2 separate regions of the Mus musculus genome follow, and region 1 is linked to region 2. A link is a contact called in public Hi-C data. All regions are on one chromosome and are shown on one strand. Each heading gives the region's core, a stretch centred on a gene start, on an enhancer-like site or on the middle of the called end of the contact. The rest is flanking DNA. Distances are from core to core; before and after follow the strand shown.

The links. A called contact is a pair of places that touch in the nucleus more often than the background predicts.
Region 1: a Hi-C map of rod photoreceptor shows a contact between it and region 2, with 2.7 times the contacts expected there. The contact joins two enhancer-like sites.

The regions. Positions count from the first base shown.
Region 1 is chr8:120,321,939-120,326,643 of GRCm38.p6, forward strand. It overlaps a transcript of Gse1 not described here. Among named protein-coding and RNA genes, the nearest start is that of Gm32968, 3.4 kb to the right of the region's middle. Within about 2 kb of position 1,428, at least 127 of the 459 cell types and tissues checked have an H3K27ac peak or open chromatin away from gene starts, as enhancers often do. A contact at or near this core is called in rod photoreceptor, where this site is marked.
Region 2 is chr8:119,854,820-119,859,492 of GRCm38.p6, forward strand. No RefSeq gene overlaps it. Among named protein-coding and RNA genes, the nearest start is that of Klhl36, 5.1 kb to the right of the region's middle. Within about 2 kb of position 3,187, at least 10 of the 459 cell types and tissues checked have an H3K27ac peak or open chromatin away from gene starts, as enhancers often do. A contact at or near this core is called in rod photoreceptor, where this site is marked.

The DNA.
Region 1 (4,705 bases), core at 178-2,677, 470 kb after region 2:
ATAATAAAATCTTTTTATACAGATGACCACGTGTTTTTGGTTTGTTTTTTTTTTTTTTTTAGCACTAAGGCTGTCTGGTCCGAATATGCCCTTGAACTCTGTCTACTTCCGCTTAGTCTGAAGCAGAAGATTTAGACCAGAGACCATTCTGGAGTCACCAGATCAAGGCCGGCTTCTTGGATCCTATGTTGCTGCTACACCCCCCCCCCCGGAAACCCCCCCTCCTCATGACCTGCGGAGAAGGCTGCCAGCAGCTAGGCCTGCGAGGTCACAGGGGAAGTGAAGCCCCTGGGGGGGGGGTGGGATTTAGGCTTTTCCCAGCTTTCTTGGGCCTGTGGTGATGGTGGTGGTGGTGGTTGTACACTCTGGTTCTGTTTGGTGACAGATCACAAGTACAGCTTCACATGATTTCAAAGTCGGCCTGGGATCAGGACAGGTCAGGAGACTATATTCGTGTGGCCAGCCATGGATCTGGGTGTCTGTGGATTGGTGAGGCTCTAAAGATGTGATGGTGGCCAGGTGGGCAAATTCAAGTAGATAACATAGTTTCATTCATTCATTCATTCATTCATCCACTCATTCACTCATTTAGCCTTTTGGTTGATGCAGGGCACACGCTCCACACCAGCCTTTAGCTAGCTACATTGCAAATGTAGAAAGGAGACTGTGGATTAGCTGGGCGATGGCAGTGTGCTCACCTGGCACGCACAAAGCTCTTGGTCTGATCCCCAGCATCCCAGGAACTGAGCATGGTGGTGCGTGCCTGTGGTCCTAGCACTGGGGAGGTAGAAGCAGGAGGATCTGAGCTCCAAGGTCATCCTCAACTACATAGCAAATTCCAGGCTACTTGGACTACCTGAGAGCCTGTCTCAAAAACAAACAAAATATAAATAAACGGGTGGGATGAACTTAAAAGCACATTAAGCCAGGATTTTGCCAATGTAACTACACTGCAGTCTGCTGAGTCTGTGACACCCCTTTGGCCGCTGTGAGCTCCTGCTGTCAGGGTCTGTCCCCCCTGCAGCCCTCTGCAGACACCACACTGGCTCTCAGGGTCATGTGTGGTAGCGCAGATCGGCGGGCAGACGGCCCTGTGATGGCAGCCTGGGGTGGGAGCCTTCTAGGGCTGGGTGACACACCATTGTGTGTTCATTGTGCCCGGCAGCTGATGTGGCTACAGCTGGCTGAGTAGCAGCCACCCCTCCCTCGCCCACCCCGGGCTCAGGAACAAACATCTCTTCTTACAAAAAAATTAAAAAGGAGAAGTGACGAGGTCACGGCCGAGCTTTCCACATGACCTGCCGGGGAACAGAGCCCGTCTTTGTTAATCCAGCCGCCTGTCAGTCGTCTCCCAAGCTGCATAAGCCACTTAGCACAGCCTCACCCCTGACCCGCCCCTCTGTCCCTGCTGGCTTGGCGCTCCAAAGCTCTGCAGCGTTTGGCCTCCTGCCGGCTGCCTCGCAGCTGCTCCCGAGGCCCATGCCTTGCTGACCCACCATATAAGAGGGGGAACCCGGAGGGCTCTCCTGGAGCAGTGATAGATAGATGGATGGTGGATGGATGGATGGATGTCACGACTGGGGACTTCGCTGTCTCCAACATGGCAATAGCAGCCAACAGCCCCCTCAGAGGTTGTGGGATGAAACTGTCCTCAGGGGTCAAGCAGCTAGTGTGTGTGCCCTGAGAGAAAGCTGTGTCACACTGTGAGAGCCATCACCGCTACTGTCTCCCCAGACCCTCGTTCTGACCTGATCTTTGACTCCTCCTTGTTTGCTTTCTTTTCTCCCAGGGTGCCTGGACTCTGTTCGTCTCTCCTGATTGAGAGGTTCAGGTTGTTCAGTTTGGGGGTTCTCCAGTGTAGGAGCCCAGAGAGACTTTCAGAAAGTACAGTTAGACTCAGTGGGGCTGGTCCTGTCTCTTCTCACTCCTCACGATACTTTCTATTCTGCCTTTGGCTCTGCAGGCTGGCCAGGGGGCCGGGAGGCCAGTGGGTAGAAGTCTCCCCAATTCCACCTACTCCCTGTTTGCTTGGTGACAGCAAGGGACCCTCCTTCCAGACCCTGAGGACATGAAGTGTGGTCAGTGTATCCCAGGAGATCTTGTGGATTCCAGTTCACATTGGCCATCTGATCAGGCATAGCTGAACCCTCCAGTCCCCTCGCTGTCTAGGGCAAGGCATCTCTCACATAAGACTCTAAGCCAGTATGCATGCCCAAGGTGCCAGGACTAAAAAGGAAGCAGGTCTTAGACTGTGGGGTCCACAAGTCTGTGAAGCAGTGGGCTCCCTGAAACCAGATCTCACAGTGGCCCCAGGGTCACCTGAACGTACATACAGTCAGCACCTCATCCCAACCTGCTCTATAGGCCTGAGACAAACCCAGGGGTCTCTTACAGGAGGGATGAGGCAAGGTCTGGCCGTTCTGTGGGTAAAGAGATCCCCAGACTCTGCTGCTGCGGCTAGACACTCATGAGAATGTGGTTCTTATCCCAAGTCTGCTACCCTGATGCCCTACTCCCTGCAAAACCCCATCGTCCCTAGTTTGCCCCTGTGCAGACTGAATTCATGGGCTAAGTCCTTCTATGGCCTACATGGAGGCAAGCTTCAGGGTGTCCCTGGGGCTGTGTGACCCTCCTGGGGCTCACTGACTATGGTGTGTAGCCTCCTACAAAGCCTGAGGCACCTTGCCTAATCCTTAGCCCACTGGTTGGGCAGGACTGCTACTGACCAGAGACCACCCTGGTGGAAATCCCAGCTTGGCCTGCACCACTGGGTGGCAGCCAGGCCTCCTCGGCCTTCTCCCTCCTGGACAACGGGCCCTTTCATGTCGCTTGCCCCAGGAAGCCAGCAGAGTCATTCTGCCCCCACCTCACTTCCTCTTCCTGCACCCTGCCCTTTTCCAAGAGGTCTTCCTGCCCTTCTGGTCACTCAGGGACAGCTGGAGGAGGGACATCAGGCAGAGGACACAGGGAAGCAAGGATTCTGGGGCCAGCTGAGGGCTGCACCATCAGGCCATGTTGGTGGGATGCAACCCCACAGGGCAGTGTCTGAAAGCATCTGGGTAACTCTCAAGACCAAGGCCTGGCTTCTGACTTCCTCCAGTCCAAGTTGAGCTGTCACTATGCAGCTGGAGCCTGCAGGACCCTTAGTCACACATACCTGGGGGACAGAGAGCCTAAGGGACCCAAGCTATAGGAGGAGGATCTAAGATGTAATACTGTGCTGGTCTCAGCACTCTCGCTCTCTCTGCCTCTGCCTCTGCCTCTGCCTCTGTCTCTGCCTCTGCCTCTGTCTGTGTGTTTCTTTCTCTGTCTGTCTCTCTCTGTCTCTGTGTGTTTATAAGAGAGACAGAGACACTTGCAGCTTGCCACACTCCCACACATGCACACACACATGAGGTCCATGTGGTGTCAACATGAGCCCCTTCCTTCTCTAGTCCCCTAGCTAACATTGCCTCTAGGGCTCTTCAGCCACCAGAGAGCTTGCTGGCCATCTGTCCCACCCTCAGCTTCCGGCTGGCACTCGCTCCTGCCTGTATCTCCTCTTACCTCCCAGGCAGCTCCCTTGAGGGCCAGCCCATCTCTATCTTCTGGGGCATCTGCAAGAGACTCAGCTGCCTGGGGACCCGTTCTTCCTGGCTCCAGAGTTCCCTATCTTGATTAAGCCACAAACTGTCTCAGCCCTTGCATCTGCTGTTGCTGATGAAGGAAGACACTTAGGGAGGGACAGGATACCAGCCACATGCCCAAGGCAAAGCAGGGCCCAGGCTAAGATCCTTATTTGGTATAGTCATGCCCAGGAGGGCCTGGCCGTGCCCACAGTGGACACTAGGTGTCAAAGTGCTGGTGACCAGCCTCTGGCTTACGGCTTTTGCTGGAGGGCGCTCTAGGCAGCCTCTGTGGGAGGAACTCTGACCATGGCAAAGGAGACAGACGGCTGAACGAGGGGTGGGAATCCATTTTTAACATGTTAAGCCCTCCCCCATTGTCATCTTAGTATTAGATATTGAACCCCAAATGCAAACACTCTACCACTGAGCCACACCCCAGCCCTCTTTTTTTTTTAAATAAATCAGATTTATTTATTTATTATATGTAAATACACTGTAGCTGTCTTCAGACACACCAGAAGAGGGAGTCAGATCTTGTTACGGATGGTTGTGAGCCACCATGTGGTTGCTGGGATTTGAACTCTGGACCTTTGGAAGAGCAGTCGGGTGCTCTTACCCACTGAGCCATCTCACCAGCCCCCCTCTTTTTTTTTAATTTTCATTTTGAGACAGGGTCTCATTAAATTTTTGAGGCAGACCTCGGGTATTTCTCTCTGCCTGTCTGCCCCCCCGCCCCCCAATCTCAGAGAGTAAGCCTGCAACCAGTGCCAGCTTCTCCAGTACTGAATTGGCTACACTTACCTTAAAAAGATTTGTGACTTTTTTGGGGGCTGGGTTGGGGTTTTACTCAGAGTTGGAGCTTGAACCCAGGGCCTCATCCCTGTTCTACAAGAGTTGGCTCTCCGGGCTCTGTCCCTTGTCTATGCTTCTGAAATGGAGCTAAGCACCTGAGCTGCAAATGTCCTTTCCATGGCCGTGTGAGGAAGCCCCCACACTCTCAGAGCGGAGCTGCTGGCCAGTGCTGGCCACAGGGTCAGGACAGAGGGCTGTTTGAGAGGATGCCTGGAGGGAAGAGTGGTGACTGATCACAGGGCCAG
Region 2 (4,673 bases), core at 1,937-4,436:
TGGAACCATGCCAGCAGACAGAAAACTGGGAAGGTCGAGCAGATTGAGAAGCCACGGCAATTCTCATGATTGAGAAGAACAGTGGGCATTTGAATTTGCTCTCTACCTGGTCCCTGTCCTGGAGCATGCAAGTGACCACCGTGACACCTAGTCAGATAGTGTAGAGCCCAGAATTCTTCACGCTAATAAGGTATCTAGATGGGCCACCATGAGGGTTCAGCTAATAAGCTTCCCTTCCCAGAAGCATTTCTTCCTGCAAAAGCTATTTAATCTCTGGTCCACCCTGAGTAAGTTATATGCACCATCTTCCTCAGGAATGAACAGTTTGGACAAGCAAGGACTGTCTTTGTCATCAAGAATCACTATGGGGCTGGTGAGATGGCTCAGTGGGTAAGAGCGCCCGACTGCTCTTCCGAAGGTCCGAAGGTTCAAATCCCAGCAACCACATGGTGGCTCACAACCATCCGTAACGAGATCTGACGCCCTCTTCTGGAGTGTCTGAAGACAGCTACAGTGTACTTACATATAATAAATAAATAAATCTTTAAAAAAAAAAAAAAAGAATCACTATGGAGGCAAGCCATTGTTAATGAGCTGTGCCACAGAAGGTCCCTCTGCGCTCTGGACACTCACCACTGAGCTAAGCTGGACTCCCCACTGCCCCCAGGCTATAGCTTACCTCTAACATACATGAAGCCTTGGGCTTCATGCCCACTACCGAGAAACCAGAAGTAATGGAACACCCCCTGTATGCCCAGAACTGAGGAGGTGGAAACAGGTAGAGCATATCAAGACTGTCTTAGTCAAATGGCAAGGTGGAAGACAGACTGAGCTAGAGAGCCCTACCTCAGAAAAAATATTTTCTCTGTAACTGGCCCAAAGCCACACAGCTAGCTGCCAAGTGGCAGAACGAGATTTAAATAGAGCCAACCTGACTTTATGCCATGGTCATTAAGGCCTGGTATACTGAATAAGTAACTGGATAAGTAACCAACAGAACTAGATGCCCGGAGGTTCAGCCAGGACAGCCTGCGGAGTTGGCCCAGGCCATGGGGGAGAAGAGGAGCCAGGCCAGGCATTTCAAGGGGTCAGGATGTAGATGGGCAGCTCCTCCTGCAGGAGGCAGGCTCCTCAGAACCCTGTGCTCTTGCCTCCCTCAGTTCCCAGGGAGCAGGGCCAGCTCTGTCCTTCCTTATCTCCTCCGATTGCAACAGTGCTCAGCATCTGTCTCCCGGCCACTTGAGATACAAGGCTGACAGCATTCAGCCATTTTTGCCCAATACTTATTGCCCAGCTGAGGCATGGTCCATTCTTTCCGGAAGAAGAGAGAAGACCACCTCTGATTCCACAACACCTGAAGAGAAAGCAGCCAGAGTCCCACCCCCAACAAGCCAGCCAAGAGCCAGTGACTGGACTAGAACCAGCAGAGGAGCAGCTAAGCAGCTGAGGAGGTATGAGCCGCATGCTTGCTTCTTCTAAAGAGGGACAAGAAGAAAGCTTTAACTCTACAGTTAGAACGTAAGAGATCTCAGCCTCCGGGATTATGCAGGGCAGGAACTTTGGGGTAGGAGAGCAGAGGTGAAGTTCACAGGGCCTGTTGAGAGCCCTGGGGAGTATGTGTCAGTACAGCCTGATGCTCAGTTCCAAGAGTCCCTTTGCTACCTCAGAAGTGGGGGGGGGGGGGAGGTAGTGCAATGATCAATTAGCAATGTCTGCCATGGAAGCAGACTAGGAAGTGGAAACCTGGGTATTACATACTTACTGTCCAGAGTGGCAAAAACAGTAGGAAATTATTAGCAAGTAGCAGCTCAGCTAAGCAGAGTAACAAACACCTGTAATCTCATTCCTTTAGAGCCTGAGGCAAAAGGACTGAATTCCAGGCTGGCTTGGGCCTCTTAAGCCAAATAATAATAGCGGTAGCATTTATTAAGCACATCAACTGTACTAGCATGTGTTCATGTCTTCTTGCCCCCCCCCACTTAATTTATTTTATGTATGTGAGTACACTGTAGTTGTCTTCAGACACAACAAAAGAGGGCATACAATCCCACTACAGATGGTTGTGAGCCACCGTGTGGTTGCTGGGAATTGAACTCAGGACCTCTGGAAGAGTAGTCAGTGCTCTTAACCAATGAGCTCTCTCTCTCTCTCTCTCTCTCTCTCTCTCTCTCTCACACACACACACACACACACACACACACACACACAACCTGCTGCGGATATGGGTATGGCCCAGTGCTATTCATGTCTGTTTCTATCCTTAAATTACCCCTCAGAGGTGGATGCCACAGTCCATCCTCTAAAAGGTCTGTCCACTGAGGCTTTTTTATACCTGTGTCATTTGATGTTGTACCCCAGGCTCTAAAATACTACCTAGCCATGCAGGCACTTAGTTAAATGTTTGCTGAGGAGTAGTTGAATTTCCATTTTGCAGATGAGGAAACCTAGATTGTAGAACAGTAAGTAACTTGCTCCAAGTAAGGCAGCTGCTGAGGGCTACTTTAGGGCATCATGCCATATAGAACTTTCTGGAAGGACAGAAGCGCCCTGGATTCTGCACTGTCCCATATGACAGCTACTAGCCACATGTGGCTACTGAGGACTTAAAACGTGGCTACTGCGTGGGAATCTGAATTTATAATTTTAGATAAGCCTTAACTAATTAAAGCTGACATTAGAAATAGCCACCGGTGGCTGATGGCAGCCACTCTGAATAGCACGGCTAGAAGCTTAAGAGTTTGATCCCCCAAAGACTAATGCCAGATTCCAGAATGTAAAGTGTATGCAAGGTCAAGGTTACCCTGGCTTTAGGTTCCACAGGGGAGGAGAGGGGTTGTTAGTGAAGGAAGGTTCTAGCGAGTGCTTTTGCTGTCCTTATGTCACAGCAGTCTGTGAGGGATTTTCTCCAGGTTGTAAACGGCTGTGATGGGGGATCTGGGCTACTGATGACAACCTGCTCAGCTGGGAGAGAGTTCAAGGGTGGCAACCTTGAGGTCCCGAGTCCTCAAACCTTAGTCTTTTATTGCCTAACAGAAAGAGAAACATTGTAGGGAGCCATGCCAGGCTGTGGGCACTACCAGCGGGTGAGCAACCTCGGTGGTAACATGCTGGAGTTGGAATGTTCATTCACTACGCACACAGCAGCTTCAGTTCCTCCTTCAGGCCTCTGCACAGGCTGGTTGGTGTCTTCCTACCCCTCCCATCCAAGGGTGATGTTGAGCAAGGGCTAAAGCGGATGACGGTCTGAGTGTAAATGGATAGAGAGTGTCCAGACAATAACAACCTAATGAGAGATCAGGGCTCAGGCAGAAGAATGCCTGTGTGGTCTGTGGAGTGTCTTGTACCATCAGCTAAAGTTAATAGTTATATCACAGACAGTTTGATGAAAGCCTGGATTAACTCACTGGACTCTGATGATACCACCAGGAGGAGCAGGTTGGAGGTGGAGAAACTCCATCCCATGCTGAGGTTCTCTTTCTGTTAGGCAATAAAAAGTCTAAGGCTTGAGGACTCAGGACCTTAAGGTTGCAGTCTAGGGGCGGCAAGGTAAAGTAACTTGTGCAGCTCACAAAGTAGGGCACAGCCTTGCCAGTGGGGGTGGGGTGGGGTGGGAAGGGGCGGTGTCGGTGAGGCTGGGGGAAATACGTTAAGGGAGAGGGAGGAAGGAGTGATAACAAGCCCACATGAGGGTTTTCTTTCTCTATTCAGAGATGAGGGGACCCTCACCCCACCCCCACCAAGTACTGGTGTACATGCCCATTGTGGCCCTATCTATCCACAGGCAAGCCTCACCCTCCAGAGCACTCTGGGCTTCCTAGCTGAAGAGTTACAAACTTACAGGATGTACCAGCCAAGGATTCCCAACAAAGACGTGATTGGAATTGACCAGCAAGCCTGCTCTTTTGTGCAGAGTCTCAACCACCTAGATTATTCAGCTCTTGGGAGGAAGGGCGGGCCAGGAAGAAACCTTCTGCAAGCAGAATCCAGTGTTTAGAGAGCTGGTCCCACCTTCCACAACCCCAGCTTCTATTCCTGAGCAGAGGGGGTTAGACATGGAAACAAGACAGACGTCGTTAGAGTGGGCCTCTTCGGGGACAATCCAAATGTTTTCTGTGGCCAGCTGTGTGGTCCTGTGGCTTCCAGGGTAGTTACACAGGCCCCACGTTCAGAGAGGCCCAAAGCTGGTTTAACATTTGAAGTCTCTTTGCCTTGCATTTGTCCTGTGTATGCAAAGCATGATGGGATGTTGGAGCAGGTTATAGGAGTTCTGGGCCAAGCAAGTCCCTCATTCCTACTGATCACTGTCCCCCGATGGGAACCTGTGGGTGCTTACTGCCTAACAAATTACTCAGTGTAGTTCAGGGTGGCCTGTGACAGTCTGCAAGTGTTCCTGATTCCCAGGGAATTCGGAATGAAATAGTGACTTCAATGCCTGTGATTGGAACCAGGTGTAGTGAGTGGTTCAAGGCTTTAATTTTAGCTCTGGCATTGTCCTGTTTTATGCCACAGCTCCATGTTGCATCTCTGAGGTGACAGTGTGGTGTCCCTGTTGGGAGCATCCACTAAGACCCTCCTTGGGAGGAGGCACACAAGACAGAGCAAGCAGTACTCATGTCCGTGTGATGTATAAGAGGGACGCCAGCTGCACAGCCACCCAGAGGGGAAGCCCAATG